Regions from separate parts of the Zea mays genome. Here region 1 is linked to region 2. The links are chromatin contacts, called in public Hi-C maps. All regions are on one chromosome and are shown on one strand. The core of a region is the stretch at or near the end of the contact, and the rest is flanking DNA. Distances in the headings are between cores, read along the strand shown.

What was found. A called contact is a pair of places that touch in the nucleus more often than the background predicts.
Region 1: a contact with region 2 is called in a Hi-C map of leaf, with 5 times the contacts expected there. The contact joins the promoter of LOC100282414 here to the promoter of LOC109940767 in region 2. A contact is called at or near these places in 4 of 25 Hi-C or Micro-C datasets (ear, endosperm, leaf and 1 more).

The regions. Positions count from the first base shown.
Region 1 is chr7:179,052,656-179,056,533 of Zm-B73-REFERENCE-NAM-5.0, reverse strand. LOC100282414 reads left to right here and starts at 1,832. Exons shown (of 4, transcript NM_001155325.2): 1 at 1,832-2,278. The coding sequence starts at 1,883.
Region 2 is chr7:178,897,006-178,900,361 of Zm-B73-REFERENCE-NAM-5.0, reverse strand. LOC109940767 (SWI/SNF complex component SNF12 homolog) reads right to left here and starts at 1,319. Exons shown (of 2, transcript XM_020540973.2): 1 at 1-1,319. The coding sequence starts at 1,122.

The sequences.
Region 1 (3,878 bases), core at 583-3,082, 160 kb before region 2:
AGATCCTCCCCTCACCATCCCCATCGCCAGCCTCTCTAGGATCAGCCAGCACAGAGCCAACCACCAATGAAACATGCTTCGTACTGCCAAAACTCTCATTCTTCGGTGATGTTTTGAGGTGCTCCATGCCGTTGGATGTTGGGTATGATATTCTTTTGTTCTTCACCGATGTGAGGACGAGCAGAGGGAATATTTGGAGTAAAATTCTATGATGAGTTTGACATGGCATTGGAGTAGACAAGACTGATGCTATATGAATGAGCAGATGATGGAGATACATCAAACTGAAAAACTTCAGTGCACATTCCTGAACTCAGCAACGGACCTAAAAACGAGTGCATGAGCAATGCACGTCAGTTAACAAAGGAATAATATCCATAGTAACAAGTACAAATGAATAAACCTATACTAAGGGAACACTAAGATGGCACACAACCCCTTTTACATAGAGAAACAAAGTATATATGATTAAGCTAGAACTGGATTATCTAGAAACACATGTATCATCACTATATCGAGGAGAAACTGTGCCAAGTCAAGAAGAAGAAACTCTACCACAGCCTGGTCTATACTAGTATCAAGGTACGAAGAGTTTTTATTTTGACACAGATTCGAGAAACTTTCACGTTTCGATTAAATCATTAATCCTCATTATTTTTTATGCAGGGACTAATGCTAAGCAAAGTCTGGAGAATGCATCAAGAAAAAGAACTCTCCGCTCTTTAAGACGAAACTTCCAAACTTCATAAGAGTTTGGAGGAAAAAGATGTATAGACGCTCTCGAAGGAGAAGGTAGAAAAAACTGAAAAGGAAAACGACGAAGCAAGGAAGATACATAATGCTGATGTTTCAAAGTTAAAGAAATAAAATGAGTTTATCAAAGAGCTTTAGGCCAACCTTGAAGCTGAGAAAAGGGTAATGCCGATAAGTATATGAAAAATCAGAAGTTATCGGGAATTTTAAATCAGCTTCGAGAGAACTCCTTTTCTGTTGTTTCGCGGTGCTGTGATACCCTTAGGAAGATTTTTTCCTCAACTGGTGCTATCTCAAGAGCAACCACATACACCAGTGGGGACACCGAAGGAGAGCTCAACTGGATGGAGAAATAACGAGAAGTTGATTCGATAATTACCACTCGCAGTGACTACTGCGTAATGATTGGGTCTCGGGGAATGGCTTCAGTATTTGAAAAAGCCAGCTGCGATCACGACAAAATTGTTGAAGAAGCTAACTTTGATATGAGTGTTGATAATATAAAGCGTCATTCGAAGAGTGTGGCAAATGCCGCGAAGATATTCTTCTTTGAGTTGTGGAACAAGGGAGGCTGAGAGCTAGCTGCTTCGGAGGCCGAAGAGTATACTAGGAAGGTTCGTCTTTAAACTTGTATTCATGAAGTTTTGTTTATGGGGTTTTCCAATTAGTCACCATATGCCCTTTTGTTTCCTTTTCTGCAGAGCAAGAAACTGAAGAAAACAAAGTAAAGCCAGAAGGCCGAAGCCTAGTTAAGTTGTTGGTGTGGAACTGTGGATAGATTCTGATTGTAAAAATAAATTGTATGTAGTTGAAATGCTACTATTTTGTAATTCAATGCCTGGCTCATCATCATTTATCCCACTTATATTTCTATGCTTTGTTTATGTGTTTGCCATTCATTCTTGGAATCCTTACCAAGTTGAAACATGCCTCACGAAGAAGCTCTTGGACGTCCTCCACCTTGGAGTCGTGGCGTGGCGGAACTGGACGCCTTGAAGCCTTTGATGGGCCGTTAGGTGGGCCTCAGCGCATACAGGGACATGGGCTGCATTTTATACGGGCTGAAACTGTTGCGTGTAGGGTACTAGTAAGCGACAGACTGGGAGGAAGAAGCCCAGGTGAAACCGGCATGGCGACGGTCGCAGCCCGCCGCCTCCTCCAGCCGCGATGGGTGGCCGGTGGGCGGTGCCGGCTGCTGGGCACCGCAGCGGAGGCTTCTCCGGGCGGAGAGGGCGCGCGAGGAGGGGGAGGTGGATCCGGCGACGCGATCTTTGTGAAGAAGCCGGCGGCCGCCGCGGCCGTGATGACGAGGGACGAGACGTCGGTGGCGATGCCGACGTCGTTCATGACCGGGTCTGTGGTCGGTAAGCGCTTCTACCGCGACGCCACCGTACGGCGCGCCGACGATGGCAATGGGTGGACCGTGATGCTGGACTACCGCACGCTCAAGTCGCCGGCCAAGCGGGTCCTCAAGCTGCCCTCGCGCGCCCTCGCCATGGCCATCGCCGCCGAGTGGGAGTACCAGGTCCTCAACCGACCCTCTCTTTCTTATTCTGTATTCTTCAAATGATCCGACAACGTCCTGTTACTTTAGTGCAATGGAAATCTCCCCAGGCCCCGAGTTTCGTGTTGACTTATGCATGCATATTTGCAAGCAATTTCGAATGGCCTGGATGAAAAAACTGTTGGATTAGCACCTAACTCATCCTAATCTAGCTTAGTAGTTAGTTCATCCGGGAGCAGTAGTGAATTTTTTTGACAGAAAGGTTTCCCCCACTTTATTTCCACGAAACAAAGTGTATCAACCAAACATTATTACAAGGTTTAAACCATACTCCAGCGCGTCCGCCAAAACCACAGAACAACAAGTAACAGGTTATCAAGCACTACGGTGGTCCGAAATTCCTAGAACTCCTCCCAACATTTTCTGGGGGTACCATCTTCACTTGGATCAACCAGATTTGAATTCCTCCACCAGGGAATGCGCTCCAGTTCCCAAGCCACTTTCTCTAAAGCACCAGTGTATAAATCCAGCTCCTCCCAACTTTTTGACTTGAAGAGAGGTTTCCAGTTTCTCAGCATCTGAGACGCCCTGCACAGCACCTGCTTCACACACATCCAGTTTTTCCCCTGAAAACACAAAGCATTACGGGTTTTCCATAAGGACCACAAAACAGCAGCACAAATTGTATTTTGCACCTTGTATCTCTTATTGCTAATCCACCATCTTGCTACAGATTCCAGATCCTCCCCCACATTCCAATTCAACAAGTTATTAACCACACTCCACATCCTCTTAGCAATACAACAGTCGAAAAAGGTGATAAATTGATTCCTCTTCCGAACAGAAAAGGCAGGACTTATCATTTAGATGTTTTCTTTTCACCAAATTGTCTCTTGTAAGAAGTTTGCCCTTAGACATTAGCCATAGAAAAATACGAACTCTAGGCGGAACAATAAGTTTCCACACAGCATGAACAAACACAGGGCGAACCCCCCTAAAATAGATCACTCCATACAACGATTGAACTGAGTACTTGCCACTGGACCAAAGGCCCAGATAATCTGGTCATCCTCATTTAGAGTAACATTTTCCATTATCGCACATAGATCCCACCAAACCCTCATATTTTGCTCTGAAACAATCCTTCTAAAAGTCAATTTCAACTCATTACCATCCCAAACATCTTCCAAAAAGGGAGCAGTAGTGAATTATGACAGAGTTTGCGATCATTCGTCCAGCATTTGAAATTAATCTAGTTCAGGCTGTTTAGCTTATTATCCAGAGGCGTTGTAGTATGATCTATTTTATGATTTCTCCAGGTGTCGAATCCTGGAGTGTACTACGCATATTTGCAAGAACTTTAAATGATCGTGATGGAGGTTTCTATTTAGCGCCTTTTGCTAGACCACGATCTCAAGGTTAGGTCGTCCAAGCCTGTAGTGAAGTACGAGCACAACAATGTTCTCTTAGTATTCCTCGTCTCATGTGTAGTCTAGGTTGTTGTCACTCTATCTGCTGGGTTTGAAATGTGTACACTCAAATTATACATGCTGTCTCGGTATGCTATTTGTTTCTTTTGTTTCTCCCGGGTGAGGCTAGTGGGCTGTAGATTAATTAAAAG
Region 2 (3,356 bases), core at 70-2,569:
AAACTTGAGCTTGTCCTCCCCAAACACCTTCTTCAATTGAGGGTCACACATGAAGAAGGAAGGATCATTTGGGTTCTGAAGCTTCTTTGCTTTAATATACTGCCAGAGGGCAGCAATCACCCGTGCACGAGTGTCCACCTCCACCCCAAGCACCTCCATAAGCGGCTGTGATAACTTGAACTTCTCAGGGCTGTAGTTCATCTCCAGCCGAATGTTTGCAACAAACTCCTTATCCCCTTTCCTCTTTACCTCAAACCCTTCCTGCTGGGCAGCTGCCCGTGCATTCTCCCAGATGATGAGTGGATTCTCTGGGTACAGAGACGGGTCCAGCGCTATCGTCACCCTCTTGAAGAATTGGGAGAACTTGGGATAAACTGGGTTGTGCTTGGGCACAACACTGGCAGGATCCAGCTCGGCGCCGTCCTCAAGCACGCGACCAATGATCTTGAGGGACCAGGTTGGCGGATCGGCATTCTTGGGAGGTGGGATGGTGCGCGGCCCCTGGTTGGCGAAGGTGTTGAAGACGTAGATGCGAAGTGTGCGCTGGAGCGAGGGCGGCGTCTTGAGCGCCTCCTGGATGTCTACCTTCTTCCGCGCGAGCGCGGCGTCCACGCGGGCCTCGAACTCGAGCAGCTGCGTATAGAGCGCGGACTCTGGGAGAAGCGCGGCGACGCGGTCAGGGAGTTGCTTCACCGGGAGCTTGCGCTTCTTGTTGCGCCGCGCGGCGGGGGTGAGGTCGACGCCCCCAGAATTGGCCACGGCCGCCGCCGCGGCCGCGGCCTTGTACGCGGCAGCCGCCGAGGCGGCGGCCGCCGACGAGGTAGAGCCGGGTGCCGGGGGTCGGATAGGGGGCTTTTGCGGGGGCCGCTTGGCCGAGCCTGCGGTGGCGGTCATGAGCGGATTCTGGGGCGAGGACGAGGCGCCCATGTGGATCTGGAAGGCGGGATTGTGGGTGGGCGGCGTGTGGAAGAGGCCCTTGAAGGGGGAGCCGGAGAGGGAGGGAGGGCGGAGGTGGGTCATGGGCGCCGCCGGTGAGCCGCCCGGTGGAGGCTGCTGCTGCGTATGCGGCGGACGCGGCTGACTGGGGGCGCCGGTCGGGTTGGGGTTGCCGCCGGAGGCCATGGCGGCGACTGTCCCGCGGCCAGAAGGGCGAGATCGGATCTCGGTGCAGAGGGGATTGGGGGAGCTTAGCTAGGGTTTGGACGGGAGAGAGGTTGGCGACTGAGGGCGATTCGGGGAGGATGATAGATGGAGAGATGGTTGGGCCTTGCGTGGGCCGGGCTCTCTAATGCTTCCGTGACTTTGAGCGGTTCAGCCGTAGAAAGAAAAAGTCCACCTAACCTAGTTCAACTATGAAATAATTTTTTATTTGTCGACTCAATAATAATAATTTTAAAAATAATCAATATTTTTCGAGAATATAATATACATTTTAAAAATACTTAATACTAAAAAATGTTCTAAATTTTATTTTAATTCAAAAAGTATGAAACCAGTTTTATATTGACCCTAAAACAGAAAAGATATATAACCTCTCAATTTAAAGGATAATCTATTTTATCTCTCATCTTCAAAATTAGTTATTTAACCCCTCAACTTTATAAAATCAGTCAAATAATCCATCGGTATTTTTAGTGAGTGATTTTGCTGATGTGACATTTCCAACATGGATCTAGGTGTTGTTGGTGATGTGTTGGTCATAGTAGCGGAGCTAGGAATAAAATATAAAGGGGCGAGGCCTCTCTACCACCTAGGGCAACAGCCAACAGCACAGGGCCCCTAACTTTTTGGGCATCATTTTTTGAGTGTTCTCAATATAAATAATATAAAATGCAAATATTGTTTGATATTTTGTAAATTAAACTATAAAATCTTAACTTTAAAATAGATAACATAAGAGGGCAAGAATATAACAATAGATCAAGTATAAAACAACTTATTTTAGAATACTTTTATCTCCATATACTATAGGTTATAGGGAATATTTTCAATTTTTGCAATGGGGCCTAAAGAACTCAGAGACGACCCTGAAGGGGTCAAATAATCATATTCACCTGATGTTCTAATTTATGTTGGTCACTGACGAAAATCGACAATGATTATCATATTTTGTAAAATAAAATATGTAGGCACATGAAATGTAAAATATTATAATTGAAGCCTCACGACTTCTTTCTTGCTCTAAAATATCGATATGGTAGAACTTTACAGGTAGAGAGCATACATCATCAATTTTCAATGAACTGAAAGAATCGTTAGGATCCAAAGAAATATATAATGTTAAAAGCTCTGTGGCTTGTTCACTGAACTTGTAATTCATCTTTGGTCAATGAAAATATCATATCTAAAGTGAGAGCACCTAGGGGGTGAATAGGTGATCCTGTAAAAATAGCTCAACAAAACAAACTTGGTCTACAATTGGTTTAGTAAGATAAAAAACCAAGTTCGAATAAAGAGTGTGAGGGGGAGAGAACTTCTTCACTTAATTGCTCTCACAAGGTGAGTATTAAACTTAGAGCAATATTGTAAGTGAAGTGAAATGCTAGAAAGAGTGAAATCGCAATAAGGTAAAGTAGACAGTGACATCGATTTTTATCCCGTGGTTCGGTCAAACGTAAAATTCTTGCCTACTCCACGTTGTGGTGTCCTAATGGACGAGGGTTGCATCCAACCCCTCTCAAGTGATCCAATGATCAACTTGAGTACCACGGTTCTCTTTCTTATCTCAAGTTTTTCCCGTTGTGAGGAATCTCCACAATTTGGAGTCTCTCACGCCTTACACAGTTGATCTCAAATAAACCGCAAAAGTATGGGGGAGTAGAAACACACACAAGAGACAAAATCACAGCAACATACACACACAAGTTGAGAGAGGAGCACAAGAGACAACACAACGGAATTACAGCTCAAAATACTTGCTCGAATCTCAATCTAGCGAAGCAAAGGCGTGAATGTGATGTCTCAGTGTTGTAGAATGTTCGATAGATGCTTGGTGTAATGCTCCATGCACCTAGGGGTCCCATTTATAGCCCCAAGGGACCTAGAAGCCATTGGAGCTCCATTTGGCAGGCCCTGGTTGCCTTCTGTCTGTGGATAAGTCGATGCTTCACGCGTTTGCCATCTACCCCTCTATCTTCTGCCCATGTCCACGTACCATATAGTGCATTGGGGCGTCGGATTCGCGGTACTCTAGTGTGGCACCGCCGCGGTGCAGCTCAGCACCGCCACAGTCGGTCGTCGTGGGGGAGGGTATATATGAGAGTCATCTGATTCCAGAGGCATGTCCAAGATTAGAAAGACTCACCCCTTCGGCTATGATTTACTGGGGTGTCAGATCTTAATCGGGCGGTTTGGGG